Linked DNA regions of Sus scrofa: all the other regions are linked to region 1. The links are chromatin contacts, called in public HiChIP or PLAC-seq maps. All regions are on one chromosome and are shown on one strand. Each heading gives the region's core, a stretch centred on a gene start, on an enhancer-like site or on the middle of the called end of the contact. The rest is flanking DNA. Distances are from core to core; before and after follow the strand shown.

Region 1 (3,500 bases), core at 646-3,145:
TTTGTAAGATATCTTTGAGTTTTGAAGGATAGATTTCTAAATGGAATGAAAATGTTTCCGTGCAAATGCTGTGTCTTTAAAGTACTAAATACATTTATTTGAAATAATTGTCAAATATGTGAACAGTGGTCTTTAAGCAAGAACAGTGGAACCAGGCCTCTTATTCTCAGACAGTGTTAGATATCCATCATGCTGTATTAATTGAAAAGATTTGGTATAATCGCATAAAGAAATAGGCAAACTCCGGGCTTTCCTCCCTAGTAAAAATATATCATTCATGTCTTCCATTACCGGGCTATAATTATGGTAAGTGAAGCAGAACGGAATCGATAGAGCAATTTATCAATGCATTCCAAACTGTTCTAGCACCGTTTACGTCATCTACTGCAGATACTGTCATTCAATAAAGAGACATCTAATAGTATCAAGACTTTAGGCTGTTTCATTTCAGCATAATGTTTCCCTAGACAAAGTTCAATTTGGATCATGGTTTAATTAATTATTTCACTCTCTATGATATTATGTGAAGTAAAATATTTCCTGAATTGAATTTCAAAAGAAATGTAAAAATTTAGTCTTCAAGTTTGAAAAGCCCTGCAATATAATAAACAGTATAAATAGTGCATAGATTTAGCTTTTTAGGTGCTGTATTGAATTACGTCACAGTTAAAACTAGAATACAAGCCAGGTACCCATCATGGCCTAAGGTATCTTAAAATTTAAATAACAGATACTTGGCTGGGAATATTCTTTATTGACTCCATTTTTGCTTTTTAACATCGCAAGATTCAGAATTCTTTAGGCTTTATCATCATGTTTATGATTTAACCACAATAATAGAATCAGGGAAAGAAGTTCGTTTAGATTTTTTTCATAAAACCATAAACAATGTGGTCTTTTTGCCATGAAACACCCCCCCCATATAATATATTAAATATTCATAACACTGAAGGGAAGACACTAAATTGTACATTATATGTTATTTATTTCGGTATGGAAAAGATATTTGAGATAGAATGTTATTTTTTCTTTTCCATATAGTGGTAAAATTATCATTCTGTGTCATTTAGTTAATTCAACCTTCTATAAAATTATATAAATCTGGTAAGGGTGCCAGAGTCACACCAAAGCAACATTATCGTTTTTATTTCAGATTTATAGCCATCAAGAAATGTTTTTAAGGACAGGTCTTATTTTTGGTCGAGTTCGAAACATTGAAGCTTATGGAGAAAGCTGTAACAGCATTGTCAGAAAACATTTATAACTCTTAGTTTTGGAAAGATGATGTTATGTACCAGTTTTTCCTTTTTGTTTTCGTTGGAGTAGTTCTTTTTTCGGCGGTGCTCACAGCATGTGGCAGTTCCCAGGTCAGGGATCGAATCCAAGCCACAGCAGTGACAATGCGCAATCCTATCCACTGTGCCACAAGGGAACTCCTAGAGTAGTTCTTAAGATAACATTTGTTCCTGTTTTTTAGGTAATTTCCTTAAAGCTCCTCAAGGTAGTTTCCATGAGCTCATAGAACATGAATCAGGACACAGCCTAGCATTTTGGGGTCATTTTCTAGCCTCGTCCTGTGTTGTGGGGCGGCAGCCCTTCTCCCTCGGATTTTATGTCGTGGATAGGTGTGTGTGTGTGTGTGTTCTGATGTCAGTTGCAGCAGTGTTTTGGCCATCTCTTTCCTTCTTCATCCCTTCCACTCTCCTCCTTGCTGGTGTCCCTCCAGGAGGGATTTTCCCAGAACTGGTCTGTTAAAGGGTTAAGGCGTCGGATTGCTCCGCTGCTTCAGGGGTGATGCATTTACGTTGAGCAAACTGGGATGTCCTTTACCTCGGGGAAGACGTTATGAAGTGTTTGCCTGGCAGGACTTGCCGAGGGCTCTTCTACCTGGTATCACTCGGTGGTGTTGGACGTGGACTATTTTTAACTAGCCTTCTATTTCAACGGTGTCAGCGAGTCCTGAGAGCCTGCCAGACACATTTTCAAAATGGTTGCCAAGCTGTAAGATGGCTGCCAAGGTCTGCGCTCACTGAGCAGGTTCAAAATGGTGACCAACCTCGCGGGGTTTGCCGGCCGGGTTCCCCCCGTGCCACCCCCCACCCCACCCCCACCACACAACCCCCACCCGAAAAGGAAGGGGGGGGAGGACCCCGAAGATGCGAGACTTGGCACCAGCGCCTTGGCACGAGTGGCTGTGGTGTCATCCAGAGATTCAAGTAGTCACCGTGTGCTCCTTGTTTCACACGCTTGGCAGAAGGCTGTTCAGGGGAATACGTGAGGTGAAAACAGCGCCGTCAAATAACTCGGCCGTTTTCTCCACCGGATCGCGTGTGCACCGAGCAGTTCTCGGGGAAGGGGTGGGGGTGGGGAGTGGCGTGGGGGGAGGCCAGGCGAGGCAGTACTTTGAAAGCGCTTTCTCGCTGAGATCCAAGAGCCTTCACCAAGGCTTCGGGCTGTGCCTTTTTGTACTGCCTGCCTAAAGTGGCACAAACTTTATATACAACAGGTTTAAGATTTATTTTAGTTTTGCATTTGTTTACTTAAGTTTATAGCAATTGCTTTCTGGCAGTTGTGCTACTTAGCAGATTGAAATAAAATCATAAGGGTGAATTAAAACATACTGCTGTTAGTGCTGATTAGAATTTTAGCTTAGTGTAAATACCGGATGCAGGGTCCAACTTCTCAGACACTTGGCATGAGCTCAATAGGGATCTCCAGGCTACACAGGAGACAGTGTGTGTGTACTTGGATGCTTTTAAAATTCTTGGATAGGTGGAGCATACTACTTCTGCTGGCATGTTAGTTCATTGTGCTGGCTCCATAATGTGCTTGGGTTCCAAGGTAGATAGCGAAGCTGAGGAAATCATAATAAGGAAAAATAGTTTGAACTTAAAAAATAAAACCTGGAGAAAAGGATTTTAATGAGACCCTGTGAAGTTTTTACCATATGTTTTGGTTATTAGATATAAATAATTAATGATAAACTAAGCTGAAGAACAGCGAAGTTTGTGGTATTTTGAAAAATGATCTAATAGTGAATATATTTCTACAACTCGTTAAAATTTTTCTCTGTTGACACTTGCTGAATTAACTTCTCCAGGCAGTCAGTTTACTCAGAGAATTCCTTAAATAGGTCTTCTGTTTAATATCAGCTATGGGCTAGGTTTTATATTCTAATTAAAACCTGAATTCCTAAAGATAATTTTTAATTGCTGGAGCACTTATTTAATGTTTAAGTAGGTACTCAGAAAAGCTGCATGTCGTGAAGGTGGTGTTTTGCTTTATGTCAGCTGGTGGAATCGGCTAGTAGTAATATTGTAGTGATATAGTTTATATAGTTTGCGCTTTTGGCAACCTGCAGTTTTAGGATTCGTTCAGTCATGGAGCTCTTAGGTTGTGCAGTGTACACTTGGTGTAGACTCTGGTGTGAGAGGTAGTCAAGAAACATGACTTTTCAGTTCTTTTTATTACCGATGTTCTTTTGCTGTTTGTTCAGCAGT
Region 2 (3,500 bases), core at 635-3,134, 220 kb after region 1:
GCTAACTTCCCACGTGGAAAAGGGGTCATCCCATTTCAGAGCATTAAAATAGAGTGTTTCATGAACCCGTAAGTAAAATCATTCATCTTACTTCTGTGCAGTAAAAGGGGTTGCCTGATGCCTTCTGTTATTTGGTTGGACTTTGCAAAATTGAAAACATTAAAAAAAAAAAAAAAATAGCAGACACAGGGCCCTTGCGAAAAAACCTACCACCGAACACCCTCGCCCTGGCGTTTGCCACAGCCAAGCCACCCAGTGCACTGTCTGGGCTCCACCCAGAGCATCCGGCAGTGCCATCGTGGGCAGATAGATCGGAACTCTGGACGATTTCATCGGGTCGTTGTCCCCTTAATCTCCACGCTGCACCTCAGATCTCAAGCAGCTTCCGCGGTGGTGTGGGCTCACTTTAATGGACAGAATCTATTTTTCATGAAAAAGCAGGAAATAAGCTGTCTCCTTCATAAAAAGATTTACAAAATGTAATCATTGTGGAAATATTCCCTTTGAACTGCCGTGTCCGCGGGGGTCTCCGGCTCCCAGAGCCGTGCTTCATTACAACCCCTCGCAAGCGGCTCCAGAAGGGCAGGTACACTGGTGGTGCCCGGCTTTGATGTCTTGAATGAATGAAAGAAAAGCACAATAAAAAAGAGCTGTTGATCAAGCATAAAATACTCTTTAAGCTGACAGAATAGCAGCGTTAACACACCCTAAGCTGCTTTTCGTTTTTCCCTTTTTTCCTCACATTTTCCTGTGCTTTGTGTACAGTGGGGGTTTGTATTTTATAAGAAGTCTCTGATCTATGTAGTATGCCATTCGCTAACAAAAACCAAAATAGGATTGTTGCTGTCCCACTTGGTTGCCTGACTACTCTCTCCCCCGCCCCCCCCCCAACCCCTGGTTCCCCTCTCCCCGCCTCACCCCCAACTTCCAAGGCGTGCAGTTCAGCCTTGCAAGGCAAGGGCCCAAATGCCTTTCATAAACTTGAGCCAGTTCCTTTTGTGCGGTTGGTTTCGCTGCTCTGATTTTAATACCGCAATTAAAGACAGATTTTTATTTTCTCAAGAACTTTCTCTTGCAACTGGGGAAATGGAACTGACACAGCTGCTACTTTTAACTAAGAAATTATATCATTAAATAAGAGAAAGTCTCCTTGGTGAGCGATGCCTTTCCAAGGGAACTGGTCCTCCGTAGGTCTCCTGTGGACCTTTAAAAAACGCCTGTATACACTGTATGTTTGGAGAACTATTTACCCCGGTTTTGGGTTTTCTATCCTTGTCCCTCTGCAGGCATTAGCTCAGTCAGTTCTCACAAAAGCTGATCAAGTTACCTCCAATTGCACAGAGTCTAAAACTCAGACCCAGAGGTGCTAACTTAACCTAAGCTCAATTAACTAGCACATAACAGTGTACTAGTTAAGTGATGGGATTCTGTTAACTCTTGACTCCAGAGCCCAAGCTCTTAGCGCACGCAATGCACACAGCCCTCCAGGAAGTCTGCAGAGCCAAGGTGAGTGGGCCAGAGTGCAGTTTTTAATTCAGAAGTCTTTGGTTTCACGAGGTAAAAGATTACTTGATACAAATGTAAAGGGAGATCCAAAAAAGAACTGTACTGAATGGTGAGGCAGACACCAGGGCAAGCTGGAATGCCATGAGAGAGTCTGACTTTGGAACAGGAGTCGGAATAATTGGATTGTGTGTGTACTCTCCAGGTTTGGAGGTGCTGCATGGCTTATTGGGTAAAAAGATTAGTGTTTTCCCGTCTTGAGGTTTGAACCAAAGAGAGGTCTTGGCCGGGAGCAGCACGGTCACTCTCCAGGGAGTGGTGGTTTGGACGACTCCTCTGTGCTCGTAGTAAGTAGGCAGCAGTCCACGTCACAAAACTATTGCACATGCTGCGGACGCAGTCGGCTGCCGTTGGCCCCGTCACAAGAGCTCTTCAGTCAGAACGGCCCGGGGTCGCCTGTGGAGCCCTGTGTCTCCCTGGGGAGAGCACCTGCCACTTGGGGAAACGTGGACATGAGGTGAGAGCATGGATGTGGCACAGCCACGCTAGAAGCCACCCATCTACAGGCCTTGTTGGGTAACTGACCTCAGGCTTCGGGAACCTTGGAGATGCCTCGTTTCTTTCTTGCATCCTTTATTCAACAGTATTTATCCAGCCACCAGGCAAGACACTGGCCTGGTGCCTTCTTGCCACATAGAAGAAGATAGTCCATTTTCTTGAGGGGAAAAGCAGGTAATTACAGTTCAGTAACCGTGACAGAGGTAAACCCAGGACTAAAGGCCTAGAGAAAAACCCCTTGGAAGAAGGGACTTAGTCTGAGAACGCAAGGACTAACAAGTGTTAGCAAAGCCAAGGAGAGGGGCACAGCTATGCCAAGGCCCAGCAGGGAGAAAGCATTTGACTTGGGGGCACCTGGAAGACGTTGAAGACAGCCCAAGTGTTGGGTACAAGCAGTGAAGAGATAAGGCCGAAAAGGTAAGCAGGGGCCAATCATGGCCCATTAACATTTTAATAGCTTCCTGTACAATAAACAAGTCTTGGTTTAGCGTTATTGAAAACAGGCTTTCTTTAATTAACAAAATCAGGCAAGAAAAGTGACTGCAGAGATCAAATCCCCATGGCTGGCAATACCATAACTGACACCTGGGGACGCCGTGTCACCTTTGTCAGAAGAAAGCGGCGTCAGACACTGCAGAATGGAGTTCCCGTCGTGGCTGAGTGGTAACGAACCCAATTAGTATACATGAGGACTCTCGGGTTCGATCCCTGGCCTCGCTCAGTAGGTTAAGGATCCCGCATTGCTGTGGCTGTGGCGTAGGCCAGCAACTGCAGCTCTGTTTCGACCCCTCCCCTGGAAACTTCCATATGCCATGGGTGTGGCCCTAAAAAGAAAAGAAAAGAAACTTCAGAACGGCCCTCACAGTAGCCCTCTGGGGGCCCAAGGACAGAGACCTGCTTCCTGGAAATCACACCACTGGTGTGGAAAAAGTGAGACTCGGTTCTGGGTCCCTCAGACACTGGATACGCAGCCTCACCAGCTGGCATATATTTTTAAAGATCCTACTGGGAGAAAAGCAGGGGTAGTTGGTACCTTGAAAGACAGAGAAGTCTACAATCCAGCATCTGCTTTCCGTAGGACAGCTCCTTAAGTGCAGGTGCCATATTTTTTGTACTTGTTCTGTCCCCAGAGCCTAGCATACAAAGCATACGGTAGGATGCTAATATTTTGCTGAAAAAATGAAGTACTCCAAAGCGGTGTCGCCTAACGTGGGAAACCAGGAGTGTGCCCAGAGGCCCTGTCCCTTTCCACTGTCTTGGAAGAGGGTGGGGAGGACGAGCAGGTTTCTCGCTGATTTGCCAAGGACGGCTCGACAGTGGGCTTGAGCTCATCCAAATAAGAGCAGGAAGCCAAATATGAGTAACTGGATTAGCGTGACCCAGCAGAGATAGCATCTCCTCAAGAGAGACGTCGAAACACTGACCCCAACTCCTGCAGT
Region 3 (3,500 bases), core at 556-3,055, 190 kb before region 1:
CCTTAAACCACTGAGCAAGGCCAGGGATCGAACCCACAACCTCATGGTTCCTAGTTGGATTCATTTCTGCTGTGCCATAATGGGAATTCTACAAGAGTATTTGTTGTAATGAGATTTGGTGGGTTCCATCATTAAATAAATGTTATTCATATTTATAAAAGTATACAGATCAACTCATTCCTTGGCTTCTCCATTGCACCCCTGCCCACTTCTCCCATGGTCAATATTTCATTAGGAAACACTGTAATACTCTACCATTACTAAAGGTTCTAGACGCCGTCATTTACTACACCTTCAACATGGAGAAACCATCAAGGTGTCCACTTCTCCAGGTGACCTTTCCCAAACTTGTATGTGTGCCCCAAAGCTAGTTGGGAATATGCTCAGTTTTGGTGCAGTAGAAGGTTCGTGGATGTATAGTCGGAAGATCAGGGCTCCTCATGACCTGGCTCCACCACTTCTCTGTAGGACATTAAATGATGCCCTGGGTCTCCCTGAACCGAGCTCTCCTCTTCTGTGAAGGGAGATCTTGAAGTCCTGCTTCACAGACATGATATGAGAATCACATGAGACCTGAGAATCACATGTGAAATTCCTAATATATATAACCAAGCACATAGTAGGTGCTTAATAAATTGATGTCAAAGGTAGATTCTGAAATACAGATCTAGAGCTGCTAAGTTGGAAATTTTCTTTAAAGAAAAAAAAAAAAAGGTACCAGCTATGGCTTGTATCCCCACGTCTTTGTTTTCACATCTTCAATATGGGAAAAACATATGCCATATAAGTGATAAAATTAAATGAGGTAATAGTAAATAGCAATACTAAGTGATGCATAAATATAATATGTTATTATATGTCTATAAGAAGGGGGTTAGCTAGAGAGCAGTTGTCAAAACTTCCACTAACTGGTCCTTCTATCCTAATCAGACACTCACACCTCTTTGACTCTCTCTATCCTCTTCAAAGGCCCTAATCTTCAACAAACAGAAAGAAGCTAGACAAAGTCTTATAAGTTAGATTTCCTAGGTTAAAAGACAGTTTTTCCATATTAGAAATCGATGAAATCTCCCTCTAGAAGGCACCTGCAGTTTCTCATCTACATTATCTCGTTTAATTCTAGAAAAGACCCTGTCAGGCAGGCACCACTATACCTCTTTTAAGGGATGAAGAAACCAAGGATTGGAAAGATCAAGCAACTTGTCCACGGCCACACAGCCACTCTTCTCAGCGAAACAAGCTGCATTTTCTAAGACCAGCCTAGAAGAGGGACTTTGGTCCATGAATCCTCCAACTCCTGTATTTACTACCTCAATTCCTCATTCCCTAAAAGCTCATTCTCAGTGCCCTCAGAACTCTTGCTGCTGCCAGTAGATCCATAACTCTGGAGCTCAGAACTCAGACTCAGGAGCGGGAGATGGCCCTGGAGAAAACAGGGTCCTGCTCCCCTGGGTGGCTTTCCTTGACGGGCTGTCTCCCTTTCTCCCTCCTGCTATCCGAAACTTGCCTGTAGGTGGCGCCCTGATTCGCGGGGAACTTGGAGGGCGAGGACGCGGGTCACCAGCTGCCTCCCCTCAAGGCCAGTTTAAATAGTCCCTTGGCTGCAGCTCAGCACAGGAACCCTGGTAATGTGGTTGTGCCCTTCCCCCGCCCGGTCTCTCTTCCTCTCCCCACTGCCCCTCCCCTCCCCTCTCCCCCACCCCCACCCCCACCCCCCCGTGGCTGGCGCGGTGCAGGAGCTGTCTGCCTGTGCTTCCTCAGAGGTTGGGCTCGGGAGCGGATCTCCAAGCGCTCTAGGCCGAGCTTGGCGCTTCTGGGCGGTGCTTGGACCCCTGAGCCTCGGCCTGCCGACGGCCTCCCCCCACACCCCGCCCCACTCCTTCCCTGCACCCCCTGGTGCTGCAGCTGTAGCGCGGGTGGAGGGATGGAGGGGAGTGTGACCCTTGAATGCTGCGCGGGGCGGAGCAGCTTTAAAAACTTCTGAAAGGCCACGTTCAAAGCCTCCAAGGACCGAACTTGGGCCGGAAGGCGGTTTTCTTGGAGGGGCTTGCAAGGGGGCGGAGGGGGTGCACCTGCAGGGCCGGGAGCGCGCAGCCTGGGAAGAGGGTCCGGGTACCCGCGAGCCCTGAAGCCCCGGCCCCGCACTCGCCACCTAGCCTCGGCCTCCTCCGCCCCAAACCCTAGCCCCCTCGGGGGAGCGCGCAGCCCCTCCCCGGCCTTCGGCTTTCATCCTCCCCGCCGGGCGGCAGCGAGGCGGGATGGGAGCCTCCTAGGGCTGCGCATTCACCGCGGGGTCTTCCTTCCCTCCGGCCCCTCCCCAGGAACCCGAGTTTTCGCAGCAAAGTTGAATTACCGGATTTTAATTCCAATCCGCCCGAGTGGGAGATGGCTGAGGAAGGAGAATGTTTCGCGACAGAGGAAATATTCCCAATTTACCTCTTACCCCCATAAAAAGCCCTGGGGAGGGTGAGAAGGAAGGGAAAGCGGGAGGGGCCCGCGCTGGAGGAGAGGGGGCGAGAGTGGCACAGTGGCGGATAGGACGGTGGCACGGGCGGCGTCTGGAGTCGCCGCCGTCGTCGCTGTGCTCTCGGGTTGTGCCATCTGGGGTTAGATGGGGAGGGGCCGCCGCGAGCCAGGCCCGCTCTTCTCGTCCTGGGAGCGGATGCCGTCTCTCGCGGGGCCGAAAGCGAAGGGCCAAAGGGGTTTTCATTAGTACCGAATTATGAGGATCATCAGGCTCCAAAGTCCTTCCTATGGAGGCTCTTGAATGAATTAGGTAAATGATTTGCTCCACTGGTAGTTTCGGAAGAAGACACTTTTCTCAGAACTTCTGAAATGGAGCGCTTTACCCTGGGACCAAATGCCGGCAGGGCTCCTTTCAGGACGGTTTCCACTCCTTCGGTCTCGCTGGGTGCGAATCACTGAGTCGGTTAGTGGGGACACGTGGGAGAGGTAGATGTGAACTCGAACAAAGCGGTGTGACTTAGTTAAGGAAGAAAATGAGCTACTGAAAATAGAGGAGTTTAAAAATAAACTACATAAAGTTGATTATTTTGCTTGAAGTCCGTTTCCTTGATCTGAGAAAGTAAAATAAGTGAGAGTTGGGTTTTACTTTTTTTTCCAATTAGTTGTTTATTACATTTTCTCAAAGGCCTTGAAAGAATCATTATAGTAAGTTTTTAAGGACAAATGGTTGCTGGCATTACAGACAGAAAAGATGTGGCTCCAGGAGAGTTTAGTTGCAACATTAACTCTCAAATTTAGCATCAACTTTATGGATCTTTTTAAAAATAGGGACATGTTTTTATTAACTCATAACTACAGGAGGTAGGGAACACCAAGAAGGAAAGAGACCAAAGGAGAAAGAGAGCAATGGAAACTAAAAGAGGCGAGATTAACTGTAACAGTCTGGCCTTCAATGACTCCCAAGCCGACATCCTAGAGCACTGCACATTTCTGGTAGTTTTTACCGAGGATATTGGTGGGCCTGGTCTCTCCAT

The links. HiChIP or PLAC-seq counts read pairs in DNA pulled down with a chosen protein or histone mark.
Region 2: an H3K27ac HiChIP or PLAC-seq map of skeletal muscle shows a contact between it and region 1. The contact joins two enhancer-like sites. A contact is called at or near these places in 1 of 47 Hi-C or Micro-C datasets (epiblast stem cells) and 2 of 2 datasets of contacts at active chromatin or transcription factors (alveolar macrophages and skeletal muscle).
Region 3: a contact with region 1 is called in an H3K27ac HiChIP or PLAC-seq map of skeletal muscle. The contact joins two enhancer-like sites. A contact is called at or near these places in 3 of 47 Hi-C or Micro-C datasets (liver and skeletal muscle) and 1 of 2 datasets of contacts at active chromatin or transcription factors (skeletal muscle).

The regions. Positions count from the first base shown.
Region 1 is chr6:151,057,881-151,061,380 of Sscrofa11.1, reverse strand. The region is part of intron 2 of NFIA (nuclear factor 1 A-type); the gene reads left to right. Among named protein-coding and RNA genes, the nearest start is that of NFIA, 170 kb to the left of the region's middle. Within about 2 kb of position 1,895, at least 24 of the 83 cell types and tissues checked have an H3K27ac peak or open chromatin away from gene starts, as enhancers often do. A contact at or near this core is called in skeletal muscle, where this site is marked.
Region 2 is chr6:150,841,900-150,845,399 of Sscrofa11.1, reverse strand. The region is part of intron 10 of NFIA (nuclear factor 1 A-type); the gene reads left to right. Among named protein-coding and RNA genes, the nearest start is that of TM2D1, 230 kb to the right of the region's middle. Within about 2 kb of position 1,884, at least 20 of the 83 cell types and tissues checked have an H3K27ac peak or open chromatin away from gene starts, as enhancers often do. A contact at or near this core is called in skeletal muscle, where this site is marked.
Region 3 is chr6:151,250,251-151,253,750 of Sscrofa11.1, reverse strand. It overlaps LOC106507659 (a long non-coding RNA gene), which reads right to left. Exons shown (of 2, transcript XR_002345466.1): 2 at 2,345-3,077. Among named protein-coding and RNA genes, the nearest start is that of NFIA, 22 kb to the right of the region's middle. Within about 2 kb of position 1,805, at least 41 of the 83 cell types and tissues checked have an H3K27ac peak or open chromatin away from gene starts, as enhancers often do. A contact at or near this core is called in skeletal muscle, where this site is marked.